Linked DNA regions of Mus musculus: regions 1, 2, 3, 4, 5 and 7 are each linked to region 6. The links are chromatin contacts, called in public HiCAR-type, HiChIP or PLAC-seq and promoter capture Hi-C maps. All regions are on one chromosome and are shown on one strand. The core of a region is the stretch at or near the end of the contact, and the rest is flanking DNA. Distances in the headings are between cores, read along the strand shown.

The links. Promoter capture Hi-C pulls out the DNA fragments that hold promoters and counts their contacts. HiCAR-type assays count read pairs that join an accessible place to other places. HiChIP or PLAC-seq counts read pairs in DNA pulled down with a chosen protein or histone mark.
Region 1: a HiCAR-type map of astrocytes shows a contact between it and region 6, with 5 times the contacts expected there. The contact joins the promoter of Ghr here to the promoter of Rpl37 in region 6. A contact is called at or near these places in 6 of 39 promoter capture datasets (the 3T3-L1 cell line, 3T3-L1-derived adipocytes, the C10 cell line and 3 more), 2 of 484 Hi-C or Micro-C datasets (the N1E-115 cell line and cortical neurons), 3 of 115 datasets of contacts at active chromatin or transcription factors (astrocytes, embryonic stem cells and stem cell-derived neural progenitor cells) and 1 of 9 other capture datasets (adipose tissue).
Region 2: a promoter capture Hi-C map of pre-B cells shows a contact between it and region 6, with 4 times the contacts expected there. The contact joins the enhancer-like site here to the promoter of Rpl37 in region 6. A contact is called at or near these places in 9 of 39 promoter capture datasets (the 3T3-L1 cell line, 3T3-L1-derived adipocytes, the C10 cell line and 5 more), 2 of 484 Hi-C or Micro-C datasets (the N1E-115 cell line and cerebellar granule neurons), 3 of 115 datasets of contacts at active chromatin or transcription factors (large pre-B cells, pro-B cells and stem cell-derived neural progenitor cells) and 1 of 9 other capture datasets (liver).
Region 3: an RNA polymerase II HiChIP or PLAC-seq map of embryonic stem cells shows a contact between it and region 6, with 7 read pairs. The contact joins the enhancer-like site here to the promoter of Rpl37 in region 6. A contact is called at or near these places in 10 of 39 promoter capture datasets (the 3T3-L1 cell line, 3T3-L1-derived adipocytes, HPC-7-derived erythroid cells and 7 more), 3 of 115 datasets of contacts at active chromatin or transcription factors (astrocytes, embryonic stem cells and stem cell-derived neural progenitor cells) and 2 of 9 other capture datasets (adipose tissue and liver).
Region 4: a promoter capture Hi-C map of the 3T3-L1 cell line shows a contact between it and region 6, with 6 times the contacts expected there. The contact joins the enhancer-like site here to the promoter of Rpl37 in region 6. A contact is called at or near these places in 9 of 39 promoter capture datasets (the 3T3-L1 cell line, 3T3-L1-derived adipocytes, the SN4741 cell line and 6 more) and 1 of 115 datasets of contacts at active chromatin or transcription factors (large pre-B cells).
Region 5: a contact with region 6 is called in a promoter capture Hi-C map of pre-B cells. The contact joins the promoter of Selenop here to the promoter of Rpl37 in region 6. A contact is called at or near these places in 16 of 39 promoter capture datasets (the 3T3-L1 cell line, 3T3-L1-derived adipocytes, the C10 cell line and 10 more), 3 of 484 Hi-C or Micro-C datasets (B cells, CD8 T cells and pre-B cells), 8 of 115 datasets of contacts at active chromatin or transcription factors (the NIH/3T3 cell line, T-cell acute lymphoblastic leukemia, embryonic limb bud and 5 more) and 3 of 9 other capture datasets (liver, macrophages and pancreatic islet).
Region 7: a promoter capture Hi-C map of liver shows a contact between it and region 6, with 2.0 times the contacts expected there. The contact joins the enhancer-like site here to the promoter of Rpl37 in region 6. A contact is called at or near these places in 16 of 39 promoter capture datasets (the 3T3-L1 cell line, 3T3-L1-derived adipocytes, the C10 cell line and 10 more), 3 of 484 Hi-C or Micro-C datasets (brown adipocytes and cortical neurons), 6 of 115 datasets of contacts at active chromatin or transcription factors (the NIH/3T3 cell line, T-cell acute lymphoblastic leukemia, extraembryonic endoderm stem cells and 3 more) and 1 of 9 other capture datasets (liver).

Annotation. Positions count from the first base shown.
Region 1 is chr15:3,581,122-3,585,107 of GRCm38.p6, reverse strand. It overlaps Ghr (growth hormone receptor), which reads left to right and starts at 1,756. Exons shown (of 11, transcript NM_010284.3): 1 at 1,756-2,108. RefSeq lists a cis regulatory region at 1,566-1,700 and promoters at 1,836-2,020, 547-2,020.
Region 2 is chr15:3,354,740-3,358,596 of GRCm38.p6, reverse strand. The region is part of intron 3 of Ghr (growth hormone receptor); the gene reads left to right. All of the region lies in intron 4 of Gm41254 (a long non-coding RNA gene), which reads right to left. Among named protein-coding and RNA genes, the nearest start is that of Ccdc152, 53 kb to the right of the region's middle. Within about 2 kb of position 2,101, at least 27 of the 459 cell types and tissues checked have an H3K27ac peak or open chromatin away from gene starts, as enhancers often do. A contact at or near this core is called in the N1E-115 cell line, where this site is marked.
Region 3 is chr15:6,744,180-6,747,975 of GRCm38.p6, reverse strand. It overlaps Rictor (RPTOR independent companion of MTOR, complex 2), which reads right to left. Exons shown (of 38, transcript NM_030168.3): 4 at 3,584-3,648; 5 at 2,396-2,527. Among named protein-coding and RNA genes, the nearest start is that of Rictor, 38 kb to the right of the region's middle. Within about 2 kb of position 1,580, at least 15 of the 459 cell types and tissues checked have an H3K27ac peak or open chromatin away from gene starts, as enhancers often do. A contact at or near this core is called in embryonic stem cells, epiblast stem cells and stem cell-derived epiblast-like cells, where this site is marked.
Region 4 is chr15:3,387,868-3,392,224 of GRCm38.p6, reverse strand. It overlaps Ghr (growth hormone receptor), which reads left to right. Exons shown (of 11, transcript NM_010284.3): 3 at 3,512-3,577. Among named protein-coding and RNA genes, the nearest start is that of Ccdc152, 87 kb to the right of the region's middle. Within about 2 kb of position 2,979, at least 25 of the 459 cell types and tissues checked have an H3K27ac peak or open chromatin away from gene starts, as enhancers often do. A contact at or near this core is called in second pharyngeal arch cranial neural crest, where this site is marked.
Region 5 is chr15:3,268,791-3,272,613 of GRCm38.p6, reverse strand. It overlaps Selenop (selenoprotein P), which reads right to left and starts at 1,637. Exons shown (of 5, transcript NM_009155.4): 1 at 1,562-1,637.
Region 6 is chr15:5,114,298-5,118,031 of GRCm38.p6, reverse strand. Rpl37 (ribosomal protein L37) reads right to left here and starts at 1,419. Exons shown (of 4, transcript NM_026069.3): 1 at 1,348-1,419; 2 at 610-745; 3 at 329-413. The coding sequence starts at 1,350. It also overlaps a transcript of Card6 not described here.
Region 7 is chr15:3,226,548-3,230,590 of GRCm38.p6, reverse strand. No RefSeq gene overlaps it. Among named protein-coding and RNA genes, the nearest start is that of Gm52192, 13 kb to the right of the region's middle. Within about 2 kb of position 2,205, at least 44 of the 459 cell types and tissues checked have an H3K27ac peak or open chromatin away from gene starts, as enhancers often do. A contact at or near this core is called in the HPC-7 cell line and liver, where this site is marked.

The sequences.
Region 1 (3,986 bases), core at 507-3,006, 1.5 Mb after region 6:
CAGTAAGCACCCCTACTGCTTCATCCTAACATGGAAAGCAAGGGATTGAGGGAGATTGTCTTAGAGAAAGCCTGCCTGTGACACAGGACTGGTTCAAGGACAGTAACCAGACCACCCCCAATGCCTGACTGGCAGAGTCACGATCCATATCATCTCCAGAATCTCTTCCCCTTTCCGTATGCTAGATGCATAAGAGACAGCTGAGACACAGCTGGGCTCATGAGAAAAGATGCTGAGAATGTTTCCAATTGCACGGTTACTTTGAAAACAGAAGTTCCAAAGAGTTTGGTCCTCTGTTTCTCCGTTTCTACCCCATCCATCACCTTAGTGTGGAATTGCTTATTTTATTCTTTTGCAGTGCTTAAACGTTTTACTGTGACTCTGGGTCTGAAAGCTAGTGAAAAGAGGGGGTGGGGGTCCTTTTTAAAGCTGAGGCTGTTAGGAAGGTTAAAGATAAGTGAGCTTACAACTAGCTGTCAGAACAAAGCAAACAGTAAAAAGACCACATGACCAGTTGCTCCACCAGATACAAGACAGCTAGACAGCCCCGGGGCTGGACTTTTGTACCTTTGTACTCTATGCCTGGAGAAGAGAGTGGTGAAGCCGTCTGGTGCTTCGTGACAATACTTACACAGCACTCTGACTTTAAGAAGTGCTTTGACAACTCCCATCTTGGTTAATTTTTTTTTTTCAACAAAATGGACCTAGGTAGCAAGAGCCTGTTGTCTGATAGACAAACTGTGTCTTTCTCTAGGTCACAAACAAGGACAAACCTCAGGCTGGACCTTATTCGTGCCTTCCCTGCAGACCTGTGTTCCGTACTAACATAGCTCTCTTCAAACAAACATGCATTCTTGGTAAATTACCTACTTTGTCTCCACTTTTTTTATTTTAACCTCTCGGATTGGAATGTCTTTAATGTCCCAGTGAGCAGGAGTTTGAAAATTGGAACCAACTAGACAGATAAAAGCCTAGTACACCCCGGCATAGTCTTACAAGAAGTGGATGCTCACAGTCAGCTATTGGATGGATCACAGGGCCCCCAATGGAGGAGCTAGAGAAAGTATCCAAGGAGCTAAAGAGATCTACAACCCTGTCGGTGGAACAACATTATGAACTAACCAGTACCCCGGAGCTCTTGACTCTAGCTGCAAATGTATCAAAAGATGACCTAGTCGGCCATCACTGGAAAGAGAGGCCCATTGGACATGCAAACTGTATATGCCCCAATACAGGGGAACGCCAGGGCCAAAAAAAAAATGAGAATGGGTGGGTAGGGAAGTGGGGGGGAAGGGTATGGGGGACTTTTGGGATAGCATTGGAAATGTAATTGAGGAAAATATGTAATAAAATATTTTAAAAAATAAAAATAAAAAAAATGGAAAAAAAAAAAAGCCTAGTAGACTCATCACACTTCCCAAGGCTACTTCTTCCTGTACCTGCAGGAGGTGCACTGCTCTCTTTGAACTTACAGCCTGTTCTTGAGGACTTCTAGATACTGCCTTCTTTGGGGGAACCCGATGGGTGGAGAGGAGGGAAGTCTCCCGCAACTACCAATATTTTCCTCTAGGAGGAGCCCTGCCGCCCAATTGAGAGCGACACGCACCAACTCGCAACTCCTCGCCAGAAAGCTTCATCCCAGCCCTGCGGACTGAGTAGCGGGGGCGGCGTTCAGCCTCCCCGCAGCGGCCCCGGAGCTAGCTGCCCTCAGCTCCCGCTGCCCTTCCCCTAGGCAGCCTGGATCCCCGAGGCGGCGGCGGGTCCCTCGCAGAGCCGAACGCCAGCCGCCTTTTCCCACCCCTCCCCTCTCTTCCTCTCCCCTCCCCTCCCCTCCTCCCTTCCCGTTTCACCCCGCCCCCTTCCTCCTCCCCAAGCCTGACAACCCACGAGCTGCCAAGCAGGGCGCAGCCATGGGAAGAGGAGGCGGTCTAGGGAGCGGCGGCACTGGCAGAGGCGGCTGCTACAGCGGCGGTGGCGGCGACGGCTGTTACTGAACCCCGGCAGCCGCGGGGATCCCGGGCTGGGTCCACGCGGGCCTGAGGCCTCGGCTCCAGCAGCCCCCAAGCGGACACGAACCCGCGTTCTGTCTCCCGAGGCGAAACTCCGAGGTACTGGAGGGGAGTTCTTATTTCCCTCACATTGTGCCAGGAGACCTGGGAGTAGACCCGGGCATGCCAACTGCTTGTGAAAAATTGGGGTCACTTTTATGTATTTGCCCCGATAATTTTATTTTATTTTATTTTATTTTATTTTATTTTATTTTATTTTATTTTATTTTATTTTATTTTGATGAGTTTAGAGTGGGTTGTATTCCCTTCTCAAAAGTTGTTTTCTGCTGATGGGTTGGTGTAACCCGATCCTCCGTGTCCTGGAGAAGTGTGTGTGTGTGTGTGTGTGTGTGTGTGTGTGTGTGTGTGCGCGCGCGCGCCTGTGTGTGTGTGTGTGTGTGTAAGTTGTTCTTGGTGCTGAGTGAAGCTGAAAGTTGATGTGGGCGACAAGGAATGGGGGGCAGCAAGCGAACTGTCCCAGCCTGGAGCCTGCTCCAACCAGGTTGTGAGATGCAAGGAGAGGTTTCTTCCTAAGACTGTTTTCTTGGTCTTAAAAGTTTCGCGAGTGTGTTTGTCACCATCAGCCTGCTAACCTGGAGCAAGGACTGTGGAAGCTGCTGCTGCTGTCTGAAGCGAGCTCCTGGTTGGGTGTGATGGCCTGAGGGACTCCGGAGGGTGGGTTGTGAAGCACGCGACCCCCGCAGCGCTCTGCCTTTGCGCAGTCTGTGCAGGCTGCAGCTGCAAGCTGGAAGCAGAGGAGCTGGAGTCAGAGTCACCGACGCCAGAGCCTCCATGAACTGGGGTGAGTGGAAATTGTGGCAAGCCAAACTGTCCCGGCGCTGGACACACTCGTGGTTATGAAATCAACCAGGCTCAAAGTTCTGATAGAACTGCAGAGTCTTGAGAGCTGAGCGGGTGAGTCGGGTCACGTCTGGAGAGAGAGAGGGAGAGAGCTGGCTGCAAGCAGTGGTTGTAACATGGGACTATCCGCTTGTGGGTGCGTGGGGAAATCTATTTCTGGGCAAGGACTTTATATATAGCACCGGGGAGTACGTCTGCTGGGACCAGGGTGCAGGTTTCCGTGGTGAGCTCTGATGTGTGTGCTGAAGAGGTGTGCAGTATGTATGTGTGCTGTATGTTTGCACGCGTGTGTGGGAGCGCATTGGGAGGTGTGTTGGCTTCCTGAATCAGGGTGTTGAGTGGGAGAAAGAAACCATAGAGATGCTGCCTGCTGTTTGTATCTCCAGGAGGTCTTGGCCTGACAGAGAAAGGTAGTGGGAAGGCAGAGAGTTGAGAAGACACAGCTGTTCCTGAATAGGAATAAATTTCCTGGACTTTAAAATACCTAACTTAACTTGCCTTGGAAGGTCTGAGGACTGGAAATGGGGGTTTCTGGAGTTCTCAGGAAAGCTGAGTGGGAGGGCATTTAAATGTCTAGGAGAGGTATGCATGTGTGGTTACAGAATTTGAGAGACCAGAGCAGATTTACTGTGGATCTGTCTGTCTCCCGGGTGCTGCTGTTTGTGTCCGGGTGGGGATAAGAGGTCTCAGTGAGGGTGTTTCCTCCTCAACTCCCCGGATGTAGCTGAGACAGTGCTTACCTCTTCCTACAGAAATTGGATCTGTGGTAGCAACTAGAACTATGTAGCTGTTTTCTACATAGATCACAAGAGGTATCACCTTATTCTTGATGTGGCAGCTACTGAAATATATTCACAGATTGAAATGTTACATAGAAATTAAGTAAAATAACAGAAACAAAGTATCAGAGATTATACATTGTTTATATATTATATATGTACAATAAACTATATATTATATATGTATTATATACAATATGTATATTTTAAATGTGCACACGTATATTGTATATGTATATATTATACATATATAATATGCATACATATAACATATATGCTGGGCACACATATACATATG
Region 2 (3,857 bases), core at 852-3,351, 1.8 Mb after region 6:
TTTTATTTGATTGGCAAGTGACTCCCTTTTAAATGTTCCTGCAACTCTGCTTCCAACAGAGAAGTCTTTAGGGAGGAAGGCATCTGGAGCATTAAAATGGAATAAAAATCTCAACTCTCTATCTTGGACCTTTGCACAAAAGTGTATAGCTGGCAACATCAGGGGAAATATGGAAGCCAAAGAGAATAAAATGGAAGTGTTTAAATAACAAACTGACAGTTTATTTTCTGTAGAGATGCTATTGTTTCTATATGGTGTGTCTCCAAAAATATTCATGTCAGAAACTTGGTCCCAGTGTGGCAGTATTATGAGGTGGTGGGACTTTAAGAGGCTGTGTTTAGAAAATGGTTCTTAGATTATTGGGAACCTTAGCTTTGGAAGAGATTAATATAGTTCTTAGCAAATCACAATTCATTCACAAGAAAGATATTCTTTAAAAACATGTGACACAAACTACTTAGTCCCTCTGACGTCCTATGTCACCATGAGATCTTTCTCACCACACTCCCAACCTTCCATTGCCCCTCACCAGAGATGAACTGAAGCCAAAACGCTTGATCTTGAGTCTCAGAACTGCAAAATAAATAAATAAATGTCTTTTCTTTATAAGTTCCTCAGCATCAGATAGTTCTTAATGGTAATGGAAAGTGGACTAATTCAGAAGACCGAGAGTCTAGGTCTCTTGCTTCATTTTACTTATTTATTTATAAATATGTTAAGCTGTCTCAAGTCATAAAAATCTGGATCCTATAGCCCATTAGTATCATAGTCATATAGCCAGTTTGCATGTTCACATGCTTAAAAATTCCTTACACATACATAGTACTCTATTTTGTTTATCATAGGCTATACACAAAAATAAATTCATAGGATTGGATATACCTCAGTGGTAGAGAGCTTTCTTAGCTTCTACTCAGGCCCTGAATTCAACACATATCACTATAATCTATATGCATATGTATATATACATATTTAAATTTTATATATAGCTGAATCAAATGATATTCTGAAAGGTGTTTAATATTTATTAGAGCAGAATGCTTCTTGAGATATACTTTAAACAAGTTTACTTATTTAGGGAGAGATAATTCTCATTTAGTGGTTTATAAAACAGGAATTTGAAGGCAGAGTCTATATCTTGTTTATCAACATGTTATTTTAAAGGTGTTGCAGTACACATCAAATTAGAAGTCCATCCATAATAAGAATAGAAGTTAATCTCTGTTTGAGTAGTCTTCAGAGCCTTTTCTGATTTGGAGGCTACCGTCCATTGGATTTGCTTGGAGCAACTGAGAGCTTGTTCTAAGGCTATGAAGAGCATGCCATCGGCTGCATTCTGATCAGTAAGACAACATTATCAGCTCATCTTTGATTTGAAATTTCTTTATATGAATCTTTTAAGCCACTTCTTTGTTACAAGACAGTTATAGCTGAGCTACATCTTTTCAGTCCATATACCCTTTAAATCAGCCAAGAAGAGCCTGAAAAACTTCTGCAATGCCAAGAGATGAGGGATTAATTTATGAACAGGCACTCTGAATCATGACCCTTCCACTCTTTGTGTGAAGTTCCTCCCATAGCATGTGACTCATGTACATGGGCTTAGTGACTCTGTATGAATCTGATACGCAGTATTAGAAATCCCTCTTAATTTCTTTCTATCCCTTAATGGATCACCTGACATAACCAACTGCGACACTAGATAATCTTTTGGGTCCCTATGGCTGAACGTGTAGATACTAATTTTACTTAATTTAACAAATATCTCTGTTGCCAGGATTCCCCACCAGCCTGCTAACATCTCTTTTTCAGCCCTTTGATTCTGGAGCATATCCTGCAACATGCTCCCTTAAACCTGCCCATTCCCTCTCCCTGACTGTTACTCTCCATTCTTGAAATATATAGCCTATTGCCACGCCTCCCCAGAAAGCAGCAACCTGAACAGCTCCAAGCTCTCCAAGCTGTAGTTGTCCACCACTAATAGTTTGTAAGGGCAACCTTGGTAAAGAAAGCTTATGAGAAAGCTCTGGCTTTGGCGTACATGTTTGAGAGCATCAAGAAATTAATCCCCTTTCATTAAACCCAAAGACTTAGTTTCATTTTGTTTCCAGTCTGCCTATCTATTGACGGTGTACCTAAATACCTATTTGCTGCCACCTAGTGTATTGAAATGTAGTGACATGTGATTTTTTTTTTTTTTTTGACATGTGAAATTTTAATTCATTGGATGCTGGAACATAACTTACTATTCAGAATGACTCTTCATTTTGATTTCTCATAAGCTTCCACTTTATTGCTGTGACCTAAAAATCATCATAATTTTCTGTCATACAGTCTAGGGGCTCAGGAGCAAGCCAAGCCCTGAAAATGGTACCCTTGGATATTAATTAGGCTTTGCAACTCTTGGGTACATAGTAAGCACAAAACAACAGAAACCATGATTTTTACTTCATAGAGGCAGTAGAACACACTCTCACTCTTTACCAACCACAGGATCATTGGAAGTTCGGTCCCTCTTTAGACAGCATCTTTTTCTGCTTGTGGTAAAATGGGATGGCAAGTCTGGCTAGCTTCAAGCTCTAAGAATCTATGACTCTAAATAAGCCAAAGCCATGTCCCAGAAGACAGCTCTGTGCTTGTATGAATGTCATTTCTATGAGAATATCTGACCTCTGGTTATAGATAGAAGTGAGCAGAGCTCCTGACTTGAATAGGAAGGACCAAATGGCAGGCAGTGATTTTATTCTTGAGAGCTGTCCCTGGACTGTTGTCCACCAATATATAGGCTAATCATATATATATCTCCAGCCTCCTGACCTCTTAAGGAAATTTAGAAGTGAGCTCCTGTAAATAACCTATTTCCCAAGCTAGCTTAGAATGTTGCATCCCCTTTATTTAAACAACACTACATAGTGTTTTCAGTATATGTTACAATGTTTCATTTGGGGTTCTTATGAGTCTTATTTTCTCCATCAGTCAGACGGGTTTTTTTCAGTCTGGGACATCTTCAGTTTCTCATTTCTGTGAAAAAAAAAATCTAGCACATCCTGAAGGCATTGCATATGTTTCTCATAATTATGATGTTTTCCCATTTATCTTACATACATGGAGTAAAAGGTTAAAAATAAGGTGTTTTCAGATTGTGTCCACAGCACTTAGTCTCTAGCCTTGGTCTCTACAGCTATCTAGCAGCTCATAGATGCTTATAACTCTTTGAACTTAATGCCAAGAATGAAAAATCCTACAGCATACCATATGGGGAGAAGAACTTTGAAGTGAGAAAATTGTGGTTTCATGTTCCAGCTTTACCATTTACTGCATCTGTGTTTTGTCAAGAAATTATCTGACCTCTCAGAAGCATCCCGTTAGCTATAAGTGAGGATCACAACACTAACACACAACATTTTATACACAGAAGTGTGTGTATGAAATAACAAAGCACATGCTAGGAGTATGGCATACAGTAGGAACCTAATCTCTTCTAGAATACTTTTACACAATGCTTAAGTAAATGTTCTGCTTATATCCAAAGTCAGGGGATGGGGGAAGACTGAAGAGATGACTCAGTTGACAAAACACTTGCCATGCAAGTGTGAGAACTCAATTCAGACTTCCAGAACCCATGGTGCAACAGCATGTATCTCCAATACTCCAGAGCTCATGGATCATCTCTTTTGGTATAGGCAATTATGAAGAACAAAGAAATGTGTCTCAAACAAGGAAGAAGGTGAGACCCAATAATGAAGCATGTCCTCTGATTTCCATACACATATACCATAAAATGTTCATACCTACAACACACACACACACACACACACACACACACAAATAGCATGCATGTACTTTACACAAAAAAT
Region 3 (3,796 bases), core at 331-2,830, 1.6 Mb before region 6:
AACACTTGTGGAGTTAAGAAGCAGGTGAGGGTTAGGTCGGCACAACCCACCCAGCACAACAGTGCAGAAGGCACAGTCCACTCCTCTGCCATAGCAGGAATGGAGGACTCCAACACAGCAGGAGTCCAGGAATCAGGTCCAGCCTGAGCTACTTGAGACCTTGTCTTGAAAACACAAGCTGTAACAAAACCACAAGAAAAGAAAATGCAAAGAACAAATGAGACAAAAAACGCCCATGTCGTAAGGTGAGAAGCTTGAATTTATTTATGTGACGGGAGCTGTGCAGCAGGAGAGTGTCTGACGGATGCTACAGGACCAGACAAGGACAGAAGGAAGCAGCACCCAGACAGACCTCTCCAAGACACCAAAGTCAAGCCTTAGTGAGTCCCAAACAGACACACACCAACACAGAAAACTCAACAGTGCTGTATCAACCAAGCAAAGTAAGCCACAATTAAAACAAACAAAACCCACCCCTGTAAGGTTCATGGTCTAGTTGTAACCACCTAGGGGAAATACTAACACAAGTCACAAGTTTTACATAGTATCTTTACATAGTACCCAAAGCAGAAGTATGTATTAGCAGAACTAAAAACTAAATACCAATGTGTTCAGTCTATTTAGAAATGAGAAGCCATCATGAATGAATGAATTGACTTCAAAAATACAAGTGAGGGCCATAGTTTACTAACAGCTACGCAAAGTCAAGCCAGTGGAGTACTTGGCACCTTCCACGCGAACGAGGGACGTCCGGATGCAGTGCAGTTCTCGAGAAGCAGAGGACTGAAGCAAGACTAAGGCTAAGGGTCCTGGAGGTGAGTCCTCAGGAGTTCACAAGCATGGGAGGCCCACGGACTCCATAGACTGGGGAAACTATAGGGATTTACCAAGGCTGCTGTAAAAGAAGACAGTACGTCCTATTATCTATATATTAGTAGCTAAAAATCAGAAGAAAAAATAATGGCACTGCCTCCACTACAATGTCTAAAGAGGGTGAGACAGGAGAATCAGTAAGCCTGAAGCCAGCCTGGAATTTGTAGCAGAAACCCTGTCAAAACAAAGTAATACAACAACAGGAATAAATAAATTAACCCACAACAAACAACTGTTGTGGATAGCCCTGGGGCTAACTGTATTTGATGTTAATTCCATTCTCTTGTGAGGGGTTGTGAACAAGGAATGAGTCAGCACTCAGGTAATTTCCTGTAAACCTGCTTCCCACCTTAATTTGTAAAATAAAGGAGAGCTGATGATTAGGCAGATAAAAGGGAAGGTGGAGTGGAAGGTGGGAGAGAGAGGAAGGAGAAAATGAGAGAGAGGACGCAGAGGAGGAAGAAGAAGAGCCGGAGGAGAAGCACATGGCCTGAAGAAACTGCAAGTTCTAAGGGGGTCTCACAAGCTGTGGAAGATGGTAGTGTAGCGGTAGATCTGCCCAATCTAGGCACACAGCATGTAATCATAGTAACTGTGTTGTGTTTTCATTGCCGGGCCTATTTGGGAGGAGATTTACCGCAACAAACAACAGAAGTCCCAAACCCAGTAAGTGTGACTAAAGCTCACCAAACAGTCACGGCATCTAAATGATCAGTGCCGTGTCTTAAGAAAAAACCTGCGGCCCCAACACATAGTCAGCAGAGGACTGCCTGGTCAGGCCTCAGTGAGAGAAGATGCATCTAACCCTTGAGGCCCCAGGGAGAGAGGAGGCCTGGTGGGGTGGGGGTGGGATGGGGGTGGGGACATCCTTTTGGACACTGGGGTGAGGAAGGTATGGGATAGGGAGTGGATGGGGGATGAAGTCCAGACTGTAAAAAGGGATTAAAGAATAAAAATACATTTTACAAAGAGAGAGGGATGCCGACCACAATCACATAGCTAAGCACACATGCATCAGGTTCCAACATCTCCTTCTCTATGCCTGCTTCTAAGAAGTGAGCACCTCACAGACTTACACAAGATTGCAGGGCAGATTCATTCAAAATAGCTCAACACTGAAAACTATCCTGAATGAACAGATTCAAGCATGTCCTAAGCATAAGACCAAATACTTCATAGCAAAAATAAAATTTAAAAACAGATATGATCAATGTGGAAGAACCTTACAGATGATGAGAAAACAATAAATGTATACTTACATATGTCGATTATACACATTAATTAACATGTAATGTGAAATGCAAAGACAGGAAAACAAATCTCTAAGGAGAAAACTATTTACAATTGCTTGAAAGTATAAAGGGAGTCCCTCCTTTGCTAAAAACACCATTAGTCTTGGTCTTACTTGATCATGCACCTTTGCAAAATTAAGCTTTACACCAAAAATCTGTACAGGTTTGGCTGGATGCTAAACACAAAACTTTAAAGGCATAAGAAAGACAGGCACGTCTCAGAACATTACCTAGCTATTAAATAGTCCACTTTCAGTTTTAGCACCTTCTGGAGAATACTGGAATCTTGGATGAGATAGCGCAGCGCTCGCAACCCGGCTGCTCTTACTTCTTTTGCCTCATTTAATAAAGCTAAGCGCAAACTGTAGGAAAACAAAAACGTTCTGTTACACAGGCTTCAAAGACACCACAGTTCAGCAGAGGTTACTTTGCCCCCATGTGAAATGCTTGGGACGAGAAGTAGTTCTGATTTCTTGTATTTTTAGACTGAAACTACTTTCAAGACTATTTCAAACTGAGTATCTCTTACTTGAAAATCTAGACCCCCCAACCTTGTGAATGCTTGAGATGGCTCTAACAAAGTCTCGGATTTTGGAGCATTTCAGATTTTTCATACTTTAGGATTTACTCCCATATCAAGTTCTTTCATGGCTAAGGTATCCCAAACTTTTTGTTATATACAATTAATTCTATTTAAGAAAAGTCAACCAAACAAAAAATACTACAAAGTAAAGAATTGTATTTGGTGATGTCTTTATTCTGTGCTTCCTCTGAATAGTCACACTAATCCAGCCAATTGGGAGTTTTACTCATCTTCTGGCAGATTGTGTAAATGGAAGAAGAAATCCTATAGTCTTTTCAAACTGTATCTTTAGATGTTTCTACAATGTATCCTTTATTTGCATGTATGCTTCCACATGTCTCAAAGGATAATTAGTTTAATTCAATAACAAGATAGTTAACAGTAGTTAGTAAACACATACTACTATATTAATGTTTACTCCCAAGAACATCCAAAAGTGGCACTGAAACTGCTTGATCAATTACCTATTAGCCTACAACAAGTTTGTAATAGATACATTCTTTCTTAGGGAAAATCTAGGGTTTTTTTTTTGTTGTTGTTGTTGTTGTTCTAACGTTTCCTGGAAAGAATGAGACATTCAGTCTGCAAATTTAATATTTAATTACAATTTTTGGAGAAGTTCGTGTAATTCTGGATATTTAGGTTTAGTTCTTTGTACCCAGCAGTACAAAATCTGAGCTAATGCTCACACAGCCAAGTTACTGACTGCTCCTTTCAGCCAAACACTGTGTCTACAGAACCAGGCATGTGCTGCAGGCACCCTAGCTCGGACTTAAATTGTTATAATAGAAATTACTAAAATAAGGGATGGGAGAAAAAACTGAACTACACTTACCAAATTATGATGTCTTCATAATTAAAGCCCAGTTTTTCTTCACTATGGCCAATATCGCAAAGAAGCTGTTAGAAGAAACACAGAAATACCTTACATATGAGTTTAGATTTATATGCTTGTCTATGCACAATTTTGGGCTGAAAAATGGAACCTTTTTCTTTAATGAATTTCTAAAAAAAAAAAAATCTGTAATCGTGTAATAAAAATACACTG
Region 4 (4,357 bases), core at 1,730-4,229, 1.7 Mb after region 6:
GGAGAGGTATTGTGGGATCCTCCTCCGGTAGTACAATGTCCAATTTTCTGAGGAACCGCCAGGCTGATTTCCAGAGTGGTTGTACAAGCTCGCAATCCCATCAACAATGGAGGAGTGTTTCTCTTTCTCCATATCCTCGCCAGCATCTGTTGTCAGAGAAGTCAGGTATAATTCTGATAGGTTTACCTTTATATGTTACTTGGCATTTTTTTCCTTGCAGCTTTTAATATTCTTTCTTTGTTATGTGCATTTAGTGTTTTGATTATTATGTGACAGGAGGATTTTCTTTCTGGTCCAATCTATTTGGTGTTCTGTGGGCTTCTTGTACATTTATGGCCATCTCTTTCTTTAGGTTAGGAAAGTTTTCTTCTATGATTTTGTTGAAGATGTCTTTTGGCTTTTTGAGCTGGGAAGCTTCACCCTCTTCTATTCTTTTTATTCTTAAGTTTGGTCTTTTCATAGTGTTGCAAAATTCTTGTATGATTTGAGTTAGGAACTTTCTACAATTGGCATTTTCTTTGATCATGTATTCATTTCTTCTATGGTATCCTCTATGTCTGAAATTCTCTCTTCCATCTCTTGTATTCTATTGGTGTTGCATGCATCTGTAGTTCTTGTTCTCTTTCGTAGGTTTTCCATCTCTAGGATTACCTCCTTTTGTGTTTTCTGTATTGCTTCTACTTCTGTTTTTAGGTCTTGGATCCTTTTATTCATTACCTTCACCTGTTTGATTGTATTTTCCTGTATTTCTTTTTTTTTTAATTTTATTTTTATTAGATATTTTCTTTATATACATTTGAAATGCTATCCTGAAATTTTCCTATTTCCCCCCACCCCCGCTCCCCTACCCAACCACTTTCCCGTATTTCTTTAAGGGATGTGTTTGTTTCCTCTTTAAAGGCTTCTACCTGTTTGATTGTGTTTTCTTACATTTCTTTAAGGGACTTATTTATATCCTTTTTAAAGGTCTCTATCATCTTCATGAGATGGGATTTAAGGTCACAGTCTTGCTCTTCAGGAGTATTAGACTATCCACTGCTTGCTGTACTAGGAGAGCTGGGTTCTAATGGTGCCATATTGCATTGGCTTTTACTGATTATGTTCTTGCACTTGCCTTTTGCCATCTGGTTGTCTCTGGTGTTGGCTGGCCTGGGTGTCCCATGTTGAAGCAGGCCTCCCAGATGAAGGTGGAGCTGTGTGTCTCAGGTATGAGCAGGCCTCCTGGGAGGCAGTCTGAGTTATGAGTGTCAGATTGGAGCTGACTTCCTGGAAGGCAGGTGGAGCTGTGAGGTGGGGCACAGAGTGCTGATCTGCATCTGCTTCAGGTGTAGGGGTGGACCAGAAGGAAGATGGAGCTCTGACAGGGTGGGGCACAGCCTACAGCTGCTAGCTGAAATTCCCATCAGGTAGGGCAGGGGGATTAGGGTGAGTGAGGCAGGGAGGGGTCTCACCTGTGTATGTTGGTTTATGTAGGCAGAGCTGTGAAGTGTGTGCTGAGTACTGATGTGCCCATATTTTCTTTTCTTTTTCTTCCCTGTGTTTTATGTGAGACAGAGTACCCAGTGTATGGCCTTCCACTAAGACAATATTATCAGTTGTCTGAGAGAATATGGGGAAAACAAACATAATGTGTCTGGCCACACTCTTGAAAACAGAATACTTGGGTGCCCTTTGGTCACCAAAATGTTAAGTGAGAATACAATTGGCTAATACCGAGGTGAGAGGGAACATCCTATAATACAATTCAATTCCCATGCAAACTACCTACAGATACTTTCACATCACTCATCTTGATAGCTCAGCCCCACAAAACTGCTTCCTACTTCAGATGACAAATGTATGTAATATACTGTACTTCTGAAAGATTTCTTTGCTATAATTTATAAATAGACTGTACTAAAGTTTTGAAATGTCTTTTTTTTTTCAAGCTGGTTCCCATGACTCATTTATTAGAGTTGATGAATTTGCTACACCAGCTCACAGAACTCAGACATTAAATTAATGACTTTGGCTTTTTACTGAGGGCATCACAAAGGAGACAGATAATGAGGTATTATATTAATAAGCCTCTGCTACTGTAACAAATATCTGAAACAATCAGCTTATGAAGAGAGAAGGTTTATTTTGACTCACAGGTTTGGAGAACTCTGGAGTTTCCAGAGCATGAGTGGTTGGTTCCACTGCTTTTGAGCCTATGAAATGGAGGACACTGTAGCAGCAGCATGTGGAGAAACCACTTTTCCTTGGGACGAAGAAATTGCTAAGGGTCCAGGTTTTGTTTTAAAATCACTGTCCCCCACCCCCCTACCCCCAAGTGATGGGAAGACCTCCTAACTCACCTTTATGTTTCAAATTCCTACCACCTCTGAGTAGTGTCAGGCTGAGGATCATAGCTTTAGCACATGGGCCCTTAGAGGAAATTCCATATTGAAACCATAACATATGAAGAACATGCTGTAGCCACTGTGCCCTCTAAGCATCTCCAGGTTATCAACCAATTGAAAGCTTCTGAACTCATACTATCAATTTTTTGTGAATGTTGTATTCTCTGACTACATTTATTAAACCACTGACCATTGGTGATGAGCTTAGCCATTAGACCCTCCTTCCTCCCTAGAGGCTTTGAATAACACTGAAAAAAATTCCAGTTCTACAACCATAAATCTGTTTTTTCCCATGCCAGCTTCCATCCTGAGGGAGGAAATCCCCAGCCACTACTCAACTCATTAGTGTATGAAAAGACTCATCGCTCTGAGTATTACAAATATTTTAAAAATGTATATGTTAAAATACAGTGGGAAGACTAAATATAGATTTAGCAGTGTCACACATAGCTTCCCTTGCTTTCATTTAAATCTCAGTATTTGTTGTTTCTGTGTAGTAACAAGAGCTGGTCTATCCAGTCCTCTTACACACTTTCCACCAAGACCAGACAACAAGTCAGACTCTTTGTAGCTAGGGCCTTTGCAAAGGAACCCAGCTGGAAGGAGCCTTACTGAGCACTTTCCACTATTGCCTACCTTCCAGACAGCCTGCTCCCAGCTGTATTACAATGATTGACTCACTTGCTGCCTATTCAAAAAACTCCAGGGCCTCACTTGTTCTGCTTTGCCCTTCCCCTTATTCTTTCCCCATGCCCAGGAATGTTCTCACTTATAGTATTTCCAAAAATAATTTTTTAATTAAATGTGGGATTTGTATTTTTCTAAAGAAACCTGTGTTCTCCTTCCTATGCACAAGGGAAACTTGAGTTTGAACTCAAAGGATAGATGGTGGAATTGTTCTCATTGTTCTGTATTGTGTCTGGGCATGCGACCTGAGGTAATGACAACCAAAAGGCTTCCATTTGCTCTGACTTTACAAGCTCTTTTTAATGCATAGATACAGCTTTAATTTTAATGGGGGGGGGTTGGCATGGAAGCCTATTATACAAAAATGACACTATAACAGGGTCACAGAAGATCGTTTTTCTACAGGGATGACTAATGATTTTCTTCTCTTTCTTTTTCAGCTACACCAGCTACTCTTGGCAAAGCTTCCCCAGTTCTGCAAAGAATCAATCCAAGCCTGGGGACAAGTAAGAATTTCTGTCATTCTACTAACTTGCACTGATGGTTTCCATATGTTACTATAATTCAAACTACTCTCCTTTCTCTTTCTCTCTTTGGGATACTGGTAACAGGAAAAGTGACAGCGTTTGAATTTTATAAGCAAAAAGTATTTTTCAGGATTTATGTTTCAATTTCTGTATAGAGGTCATGGTTTATTTTTCTGTTTTGTTTATGCTTGCAGGTTAAGAGAAGGCTTTATTATGCCTTGTTTTACAAACTTGTTTTTAACATTATTGTTGTTGATATTTGGTAGTATTTATATAATGCTTGCATTGGCAAAAAATGGAATTTATTTCCCGAACCAAATTTACATATATACCTCACAATTCTGCCTTCATATAAGCAGCCTATTTTTTACATGTCATCGAACACCGCCCCCCCCCCCCCCGTCTTTGCTAATCTTCCCCTTATCTACAATACCAAACTCAACCTTCAGCTCACAGAAAAAGGTTCCACAAATCCTCCAAGGCTAGGTTTCCTGCCTTCTGTTCTACTATGGAACTTTGTCCATTGTTCAATGATAACATTTACCTCCTGAAATCTTGATTACTTGTGTGTTTGTATGTTTCTATGTGTGCTTACTTTGATTAGTGGTAAAGCCACTGGTAAGGTGGGGGTGCTGGGACCCAAAGTTCTCCACCTCAGTCCTGCTTAGTGTGTATATAAAATACAATCAAGTGTATGGACTATAGGAATTAATTACATTGTGCCTTTAATTCAATGGTCATGTTTTATGCTCTTCTTAA
Region 5 (3,823 bases), core at 388-2,887, 1.8 Mb after region 6:
ATTAGTATCCACAAGAGTAGATTTAAATTGGTTCTGCCCAACTCAAAACATGGATAGCTCAGCTACCAGTATACACTGAGAGTTTTAAAATACATCACCATGCAATAACTATAGCAGCCTATATAACTATAGCATTAACTATAGCATTTCTATATGCTCTATGCTCTGGGGAAAAAAAGAAGGAAAAAAACCAAGCTATTCAGCGTCTTAATAGAAAATCTAGCTGGTACTTCTTTCCTAAACTAAATTCATGTGAGGCTCTGGGATCAATCGCTAACACACACACACACACACACACACACACACACACACACCTCAAAACACTAAACTAAATTCAGTCTTTATAGAACTGCAGCATGAAGACACGGCCCTTGATACTCTGCCATAAGGCAAATATTTTCAAATGGCTAAATGGCAGACATAAATGAGAAGACTATTTCACCCACGTTTCTAATGAAAAGAATGATCGAGGGACAAAGGAAAAGCTGGAGAAGATGAGTTTCCACTTGCAGAGTTTCCCATCATTAATCAATAGGCTGCTTGACTTTGCTTAAGGTTGCTTTTATGGAATAAGCTTTGCATTTTAACTGTAACTGTCGAAGAGCTATATAAAAAGAATGAAGGCAAATAACAAAATTAGATCCAGTAATAACTGGACAGTGGTTATAGCGATTACAGTCTTCAGTTGCAAGCCTAGATACCTGTTCATGCTCAAAACTACAATTGATTGTACTCCATTAAAAGGAAAGCAAGCATACTCTTTGCCACACATCCTCTCCCCTTGAACAACAAAGACCACAACAAAAACAGACCAGCATTTTAAAGCCCCTCATCCGCTGGGCTGTGGTGGCACATGCCTATAATCCCAGCACTTGGGAGGCAGAGACAGGAGGATTTCTGAGTTCGAGGCCAGCCTGGTCTACAGAGTGAGTTCCAGGACAGCCAGGGCTACACAGAGAAACCCTGTCAAAAAAAAAAAAAAAAAAAAAAAAAGCCCCTCATCCACCTTCAGGCTTCCACCCTCTACTTAAATTCAAAAGCTCCCCCACCGAAGGACACCACCTGGACTGCCTTAAAGCAAGGATGGAGCCCTGCCCTGGGGATGGAGCCTGCTCAGTCTGCTCCCTCCCAGTTCTGAAATTGCTTCCGAATTCCCTGGACACCTCTACAGTACAGTGCGGTGCGACAGGCGTCTGTCCCATCTCTGCTCTTGAAATCCACTAGCTTTCCCTCTTGTTTGTCCTCACTCTAACCCTTCGTGGGAAACCCTGGAATTTAGTGAGATAATATTGCCCATATGACACCACAGTTCCCTGCAGAGAGAAACAGCTGCATTTTACATTGCCCACAGTAAAGGACAAAAATCAACAACAATAAAAATATAAAATTAAAAAAAAAAGTTAACTGTTCTTCCCCGACACTTCTTGTTCATTAAACAAAAAAAATGCTTTTAATGTCTTTTAGTCATCTTTTTACTAAGTCTATTTTAAAGCGGGGGAGAAACGTATTTTACCTAAGAAAAAATATTTCCCAAACTGTAAAAGAATCAAGTCCTACTTACGCAACCCCTTCGGACTAGCTTCGTCCTGTCTCTTTGCTCTAGTTAGAGCAGCTCCCCAAAGCCACAGGCTGACACTGACTTTTATAGCCCTGTTGTTTACCTCGCCCTCTGAGGTGCAGTCCAAAGTTCGGTGCTCCCTCCCGCTGCGACCTTGCAAATGCAGCAAGCCCCTGAACAGTTTCCGATCACAATGAGAAGAAAGTTTAAACAGCTGAGGCAGTACTTACTGAGGGAAGACGGACGACTTTTGACGAGTTTCTAACTTATTTTCTGCTTTTGATCACCCTATAATCTAAGAATGGTACAGTCCAGGGTGGAAGGAAGGGCTAAGGGGAGAGAGGTCCTCCAAGTGCCTTTCCTTTCGAAACTACAATAGGGAAAAACATTTGCCTAGCCAGCAAGTTACACAGCTGTTTTAAAAGAAGGGAAAACATGTTTGTTTTCCTTTTCCTTTATGAAGAGGAAGTTCTATACTAAACCCACACTGAAAGCTTCTTTAGAAAAGTCACCTGCTGTCACATTATTTTGGTCTCCTGCTACTATAGACCTATCTTTGTTTGGCTGTGCTCAGCAGAATTTCAATTGGTATGCAATCCCGTGGGAGCTCTGTTCTTGCGGGTTTCCTTTAATATAATGAACTAAGAAAATCGTCTTCAATCTGAAAGAAACCAGGCCTCATTTAAAATGTATATAGTAGTGCTCATTCTTTTTGTGTATCTTTGTCTCTCGGTGTCTCTGTCTCTGTCTCTGTCTCTGTCTCTGTCTCTCTCTCTCTCTCTCTCTCTCTCTCACACACACACACACACACACAAACACACACTAAGGAAGGGGGAGGGGCAGCACATGGTTGCCTCAGGGCAAACATGGAGGTCAGAAGACACTTTTGTAGAGTTGCCTGCTCTCCTTTCTCCTTTAATTGGCTTCCCCTTTAACTGGGTTCCAGGAATCAAATTCGGGTCTTGCCCGGCAACAGCCTTTACCCTCTGAGCTACTTCCAGGGCTGAACCCACAGTTTTCTCACAGCTGTAGTGCTACTTATAAATCCCAACAGAGTCTCTTTTAGCTGTTGCTTCAGGGTTATGTTTTATGCTTTTTTTATTTCTCTTAAGAACTGTATGCATGTATACAATATATTTTGATCTAACTGGGACCCCCTACTGCCCACTCCAACTCTTCCCAGACCCCTCCCCAACACATTTTCCTCCCAGCTTCATATGGGGTTGTTTGGTTTGGTTTTGATTAGTTGGTTGGCTTTGTTACCGAGTGCAGTTAAGGCTGTTGATACCTGTACAGGCACGGGGCTGTCCATTAGAGCATGAGCAACCTAACACAAGCCATACCCTTGAAGAAAAATGACTCTCTCCCAGTGGCCATCAACTGCTAGTAGCTTTTCAGCCCTGGTGGGAGCCTCCTGAGTACTCCCCAACACATGAGGAAATGTAAACAGACTTGATTAACAACAGCTGTGTGGGTGGGTGCAGGAGCACAATCGTCCTATGGTATCCAAAAATCACTGCTTTGCAGCGGTCCTCCCCAACCTCTAGCTCTTACAAACTTTCCACCCCTTCTCCTGTGGTGCTCCCTGCATCTTGGGCAGTCCTCCCCAACTTTTGGCTATTATGAACTTTTCACCCCTTCTGTGATGCTCCCTGCATCTTGGGTGGTCCTCCCTAACCTCTGGCTATTTCAAACTTTCTACCTTTCTGTGGTGCTCTCTACATCTTGGATGAGGGAGTTGATAGAGATGTCAGACTGAAGACTCCACAGTCACTGATTCTGTGCACGTTGACTAGTGTGACTCTCTCTGCCACCCCCTCCCCCACTGCAAAAGAAACTTTTTCTCTGATGAGGGCAGTAGCAACCATGTGCACTGATCTCCCTCAATAATGTTAAAGATTCTGATGTGAAATATCTACAAAGATAAGAATTGTACAAACAAATTACTAGTTGGAATTGGGGGAGGAACAGAATTTCAATGTAAAAGAGGCCAGGAGGGGAATGCTTCTTTCCGGTGGCTGCTGCACTGTGGCGGGCTTAAATGAGGCCAAGGCAGCGAATATGTAGGTCTCCCCACCCCTACTTGAGTTCTATGTCTTTAGTGAAACTCAAAAGAGTCTTGACCACACTGTAACCCTAGCCAGCCTCTGGATTTTCTCAGCAATTTTGAGTCCATGCCTCCAAGGCCTTAAATGTTCCAACATAAAGGTGTTTAGGTTGATAATACTAATGATAATAATAATAATAATAATAATAATAATAATA
Region 6 (3,734 bases), core at 170-2,669:
AAACACAAAAGCACCTGTCAAAGCACAGACCCCACAGGAAAGTCTAAGAGGGGGGCTGGGGATTCTGTACTTTTAAGGAACATCAAGGCCTAGCCTCCAGTAAAAAGATACCCATCTATGTTATGACTGGCACCCAGAACAGCTTAGCAGACTTGAGCAAAGTCTGGAGGCAGATCCAAGTAAGCTGCCCCCCAGATCCCACTCATAGTCTTGACAAATGTGGGCGTCTCAGGCCCACACCAAACCCCAGTATCATTCCTACCCTTCAGTAAGAGTGCAAAGTTTCATCCTACCCTGGAGGACCAATGACATTTAGCCAAAACTGTACCTGAATCTGCGGTAGACAATCTTTAGGTGCCTCATCCGACCAGTCCCGGTAGTGTTTCGTCTCTTAGCCTTGGCACTCCAGTTATCTAATAAAAAAAATAGGATTCCAAATGGTTTTCCCAAGCACCCAGTGTCAGCCCATTTTCTCAGTAGTGTCATTACTATGTTTTAACCACTCAGCCAACAAACCAACCTCCAAAGTTGTTGCGTGCCAAATGTGTTTTCTATTACATCGCTACCTCAGGTCAAGGTAAAAGCCCGCCTGCGGATTACAGTACTTACACTTCCTCTTGCGCTTGGCAGGGTAGCCACACTTGCCACAAGTCGACTTCTGAAGGTGGTAGGCCTTGGAGCCACAGCGGCGGCACAGCGTGTGCGTCTTGTTGCGACGCTTACCAAAGGATGACGTTCCCTTCGTCTGCACATTAAAAGAAAAAGCAGGAAAAAAAACCCCACATATAAGCAACTCTGAAATCTGACTTCTCAATGTACTCTGGCATTTTCTTAGCAATGAGTATGGATGAGACGTAAACAAGATCCACACGGGACAAAACGGTGTAAAGATTTAAATCTTAGCACACAGGTAGGGTAGGTAGGAAGCACTACCGGCTATCCACACGACCATTATAATGCCTTACTCTGCGCGGACCTAAGCCTCCTTGGCTTTAGGCGTTAAGGACAACATTCTGCCCGTCTCTCAGTCGCGGTACTGCCCACCAAGCAGCCGGTTTCTCGGCGGCTGGGGACAGATGTCCCCAAGCCTGTCCTGATCACCCACCCGGGGCTGCAGTGCGTACGTCTCCTCCAAAGCCCAGAGAGACCCACAGCGGCGCTAGGACCGTGGGCCGGGCTCTGCACACAGCAGCCATCCTTCCAGTTCCTGCGGACCACAGCACGCCGTCTCCTCGCCCATCAGCTCCCCTCACTCGCAACCTTGTCACCGACGCGCCGGGCAACAGGCAGGACAGCCCGAGGAAGAAGGATGGAGAGAGATTTACAGAGCCCAGAAACCACACTCACCATCTTGCTTCTACCGGCGAGGCCAAAGAGACCGGAAGAGAAAGCACCCCCGCCACTTCCTGTGGATAAGCTTCCGCCCAGGAAACTACTTCCGGCGGGTCTTGGTGCAGCCCTATCAGGCCTCGGGTGCGGAGGTGTAGTCTCCCGGGCGAGAGAGCCAGGGAGCCGATTGGGCTGCAACACCGGTAGGGGGCGTGCCTGGCGCTGTGGCTCCGCCCTCCCCAGCGGCCCGCCTCCTGGTTGGAGAGGGTTTCTGGCGGTGTCGGGGCTGCTGCGGTGTTGGCAGTCCGTCTGGTTTCCGGTCCCGGGGCTCGAGGGGAGTCAGACACCCAGTGCGTGGCGGCGCCCCTGGCGGTTGTGCAGTGCTGGGACTGGGATCCCGATCCGGGAAAGCCAGCCTTCCCAGGTTCGTTTTGATGTGGCCGCTCGCTTGCCTGTATGGAGAGTTGGTGAGAGGATGGAGTCACGAAGTGTCTCGGCGAGGGTAGGAGCTTAGTTAGCTTCTGACTCGGGCCGACTCGATTTCACGCGGTGGTCATTCAGAGGCCAGTTGTTTGATCGCACTCAAGGAATCACACGCGGAACTTGTTAAATAACAGCTTCCAGCCAGCGCGCCGCCACCAGGAAATCTGACCCTTTTAGACTTGAGTACAGTTTGCAAGTCTGTACTGTATAAAACACTTTCCTAGATCATTTTGAAATAAGTAACCCTAGACATCCTTGATTAGCGCTAATGCAACTGTCTGTCCGCAATCCCAGTAGGAAACATGGAGAATATAGTACGAACATTGATGAATTGGGGAAAAGTCTCAGTCATACCATCTACATACTTTCTAAAACAAATGTGAGAATCGCTAGTCTATCACATTCAAAAATCTTAAGATAGTGGACAGCAGAACAAAGCAAACACCAAGGAAGCTTTTTGTTTTGTTTTGTTTTTTGTTAGCAAATCGTACCAATTTCTTCTAGGGGAGGGGAGTAGAAAGAAAAATGTATAATCCTTTCCACTCAGAAGTAGTAAACTGAAATCAGAGGAGGGAGGAGATAGGGCACACGGGAGAGAAAGCAAACAAGCATTCAAATGGTTGAACTGGACTATAAATAAGTCTTAGGAGACTGGGTGGCAAATTGCTATAAATTTAGTAGCATGAAGCAACACAGATTTAGTCAACGGGTGTAAACTTTCAGTTATGGGAAATAAATTCTAGGGTCCTCTTGCATTACTGTACCTACAGATAACAAAATTGTATCGCACACTTAAAATTGTATGGCCTCTGCCTCCCAAGTGCTGGGATTAAAGGCGAGCGCCACCACTGCCGGCCTCATTCACAGTTCTGCTGGGAAGCACAAGTGAGGCTTGGTTTGACTAAAATTGAAATGTAGTGCTGAGGTGTAGCTCTGCTCAGTCGCTGTTTAATTGCTGTCTTTCACCTTGCAGGCCAGTAATAACCTACCTTACGTTGTAGTACAGTTTTCTGTGTTCTTCTACTTTTAAGACCGCTTGTTACTACATTCACCCCACCTAGATAATTTCTCCATCTCAAGGTTAACTAACCTGAAACCTTAGTGCTCTCTGCCACCTCAGGATTTATCACGTCACTGGATGCTCTCGCTTGGAGTACTAAACAGCTCTTTTGGGATGGGGTCATGGAGTTGTGTCTACAGCATTGACTATGAAAAATGACATTAGTGAAGAAAGGGTAGGCTGGGCGTTAAACCACCAAGGAGCCCACCCTCAGAGGCAGGATGTCACTGACCTTATCCAAAGACGTGCCTACAGCTGAAGTTATCAGACAGTGAAATCATTTTTTCTCTCTAAAGTGAGTTTGTTCTTTGTGGTGTGCAGGAAATCCGCACATCGGTTTTTGTCCTGAAATTTATGCTCCAGAGCCTTGTAGGAAGCCCTTCAAGTTTCCAGGCTTCTACCCAACTGCTAGGTTTAGGTAGGTCCGCAGCGGCGGCGGGAGCGTGTCCACAGCGGCGGGACATTATTTTTTCTTTTCTGTTCTTTACATTTTTAAGACAGGGTTTGTGTTGCCCAGGCTGATCTCAAACTCTTGAGGCCAAGTGATCCTCCTGCCTCAGCCTCCCAGGTGCTGGCAGGTAGTGTTAAGGTACGGCACCGAGTTTGGCAGCTTCTGAAACTGAGTGGGCCATTTTTGTTTTGTTCCTTGGCTGGCCTGGAACTAGCTATGAAGACTGGGCTAGTGGAGAGCTCACAGAGGTCCTTCTGCCTCGGCTTCTGGAGCCATGGGATAAAGGAGAGTGCCACCACACCCAATGTCAGATAAAGGATTTTTTTTTTTTAAGATTTATTATGTATTATGAGTACACTGTAGCTGTCTTCAGACACAGCAGAAGAGGGCATCAAGTCCCATTATAGATGG
Region 7 (4,043 bases), core at 956-3,455, 1.9 Mb after region 6:
TATCCTGGTGCTGCCTGTCTTGTGTTTGTGCTTGGCATGGCCACATTCCTTTGCTGAAGGCCACTAGGAACACCAGTCACTGCTCCTGAAGTTGCAACTCTCCTTCTCCTCTGACTAGAGACTGGGTCCTGCCTTCCCCTTCAGGCTGAGCACAAAAGGCATTCTTCTCTGTGCCCTCCTCTGACTTACATTTTTCTGTTATTTGCTGCTTACTTAACATTCTGCTCTTTTTCAAGATTTCCAACTCGTGCTGAATTCTCTTCTCATAACCACGCTGTCCTGTGGACGGTCTCCCTACCCAGAGCTGATGGAGCAGATACTATAAAGCACCACCAGATTGTTTTCCTATAATATAAATGTTTATTTCAGGCAAAACCCCCGTCTAGTTGTTTTTGTTAAAAATCACTTTAAAATAAACAATTTATAAAAAACAAACTGTTCTGCTTTGCATATTTCTATCTTGTCCCTGGAACTAAAAATATGACCCAAGGCACAAATTTCAAGTATTCAAGTGAATTTAAAACAAAACAAAAAGCAACAATAGTTCATCCAGTAATTCACCTACATCTCAGCCTCACAGAAATCTTACTCAGTCTCTTGAAAAATGGGTAAAGGGTCCACACTAAAGAATGGGGCAGTTCAGAGAGAACTCTGACAGTACATCTATTCATGACTCACAAAGTCACCTGAACTTCAGTAAAAGATGGAAGCACATGATCAAAGCCCAAAGACATGACCTCTGTTCCCAAACCCTGTGTCTCCTCACCACAAGAACAAGGCTCTTATTTGCCTAGGACCTTAAAGAACTGGGGGGGGGGGGGGTGGTTTCAAGAAAGAATGTTCATGAAGTTGGTAACACATCTTTGTGCTTAACCTCAGGTTTGTTTGTTGTTTGTTTGGTTTTTGTTTGTTTGTTTGTTTGTTTCATTATCCAGACATTTCTTGACTCTGGGTTATTTATGAATTTATGGAACAAATGATAAGACAGAATGGTCCAGGGAATGTCCACCGGGGAAACCCGTATGGAGTCATGACAACAGGAAAAGCAGGCAGATCAGCCAGGTAACCATGAGTCCAGCCAAAGCTTAGCCTCATGTTGACTCCAAGGTCACTTTGAGCTGTTCCACCTTAAATCAAGGAAAAAAAGTATCCCATACCACCTTTAAACAGGGAGGTTTCAGGAGCCCAAGACAAAGCTTCAGACATAGGGGCAGCTGCAAGCTAGAGTCCAACCCTCACCACAGCTGCCACAGCCAGGAATGGCTGCCGGAGCAGCATCAACAGCAGCAGCTAGCACAAGGAGAACTTGCAAACCTGGGAGTGACTCAGGTTCTCAGCTTATGGCCGTCACGAGTGCGAAGATATCTCTTGATTCGAGTTTCAAGCAGACCTTCCAAAGTCCATTGGGAAGCTTAGTTGGGATAAGCAAGCAGAACTTTAGCCCCTGTTCTCATCCTTTCTGTTTGTTTTCCCTATTGGACTTCCAGGGAAGGCTATAACTGAGAAAACACATTGCAATGTAAGTGCCTTGCTGGCATGGTCCTTGTTGGTCTTGCCCGCTGAGAAACTCACTGCCTACAACACAGGAGACACAGAGCAGACTCTTGATAAGCATTGGAAAGCATGGATGAAGCCATTTTAACCCTCACCACACCCTTATAACAGAGACAGAGCAGTTGTTCTCTCTCACTCTTGCTTTGGAAGAAACTTAATATGGAAGTCTTGATCAAGTTCCTGCATGTCCCGTGTTCTGGCATGAGCTGGGTATCAGTGATGTCATGGGACTAAATATGTCTTAGCTTATGTTTACACTATGTCCCCTCTTGTAACAAAATAAATATGTAAATGTCAGAAATGATTTAGAAAAGAAGAATCATCCACTCATTAAAATATCAAAGCTAACCTGGAGTTAGTAACTTTTTAGAAAATGAAAGTAAAAATCTCTCACCAGACATAAAGTGCTATGTCTGATAGGCCAGTGTGCTGGGTCAGGCTGCCTCTGTGCACCTTCACTAGGTCTGGCCTACAGGCTCTCCAACCCTGATTTCCAAAGCACATCCTGGCACTAAATCTTACCTACTACCTCCCTCTTCCCACAGGCTCCCAAGTATTTAAGATCTTATACTCAAAATCACACACACACACACACACATCCCAGTGAGACAGGATGAACCAACTCCCTGAGTTTGGCATAAGCTTCTGTTTCCTCTCGGGAGTCACCCCTCCTCTATCCTGGACCTCAGAAGAGGAAGCTCCACTCTGAGATCACATTCTGGCCCTGGGATGAAAACAGGAAATTAATAAGCATGGATCTCAATCTTCCAAGGACTCATAAACCAGGAAAAACAACTTCGGAGGACACACTACTCTAGACTAATAGCTAGCACAATCAGATAACCAATAAGCCAATACTTTTTAATAACATTTAAAAGCTAAGAGACTTGAGCTACTGGCCTACGGTGTTGAAAGTAACCAAGAGAGGAGGAAATCCTGAAACCTCACCAATTAGATGCTCACTTAGAGCTAATTACCCCAAACAAGAACCTGTTGTTAAAGGGGAGAGAGAAATTAGCTGGCAGTCATGTGGTGCTGCATAGCCAGAGTGCAGATAAAAGCTGCTCTTGAACCTCTCGGGTAGACAAATTGGTTCTTTAGTACTTTCCTAATGAGGAAAGGGTGCTAGAATTTAAATACTTGGGAGATGGAGGCAGGAGGGTTGAATCTGCCTTCGTGAGTAACACTGTCTCAGAAAGCAAGAGAGGCAAGGGCAATGGCATTTTAATGGGCTGTAATTCCACATGCAAACCATAAAAGAGAAAACAGGGGAATCTGAAGCCTACCTCTGCTGGCACCACAGAGGAAAGGAAACACAATACACACGCCAGGCTGGCAGAGGAAAAAATCTGAAAACTACAGCTTAGTTTATTGCATTGTTCCCTCCTGAAGCTAGTGAAGACCTACCACGCTGGGGCACATGCAAGATGGCTGGTGAAAGAGCCCACTTAGAATTAGGAACTCATAAACACATCTTCCAGGTTACTTAAAACAAATATTCTGTTAGCAAACCCCATCCATACAATGCATCTGATGGCAACATATGCTTTCATTCCTAGCTAATAAAGCATGGTTATGGTAAATAGCTTTGGAATAGCTGTGGGGAAAACTGATCAAAAACACTGAATCTGCTTTTTACCAGATGATTAACTTTGGGCAGCTGACCTAAACTCTCTGAGCAACAACTTTCTCAGAAGCAAATGGATTGGTAACAGCCAACTCATAGCAGACTAAAGAGTTATTCAAGTTAGACAGCCCTCTTCAGGCCACTACTTAAAAACCTAGACTCAGGCTGGAAAGATACCTAAAATTTCTAGAGAAAGGTGGCTGGTATTGCAATGTCCACCTTTTAAAACTGGATTTTAAGAGCCTGAATCCAGATCCAAGCTTTAGTTCCTGGATTAGTCTTGGTCTAACTGAACTTCCCAGATCTCCACCCAGAACAGAATATTGCTAGTGTGAGCCACAAGCACTGCAGATGCCTAATGCTGGTTCCCTGTATCCTTGATCAAGCTGTAACCAGCCACTGAATTTCAAATCACTGAAGAGAGTCAAAAGGTATCAGAAGTCAGAAAAAGGGACTTCTGGTTAGCTTCATGACCTAGATAAATCTAAGGCTAGCTAAACTCAAGATTATAAGGGAGCTATCAGAGGCCAGAGGAAAGCAGTGGGCACCCTCTTGGATGTTTTATTGAATTCCATTTCAAGACTTTGACCTTCTACCTCAACAGGGGACTTGTGGTCAGAAGAGAGAGCACAGAAACAGATAAGCACAGAAAATGATAAGCACTGTGCAAAAAGGCATTGTCCTCCGGATGAAAACAGGATCCTCATGACTTGGCAAGCCACAGGACCACGAGACATCTAAAGAACAGCAAAAAAAGAAAGGTTATCCCTAAAAAGTTGTCAGCAGGTTTCAGCATTCGAGAGATTTTCCAGTCACAAGTTATCAGACCAAACAAAAGCTATGGATGATCTCTGTTCCATGA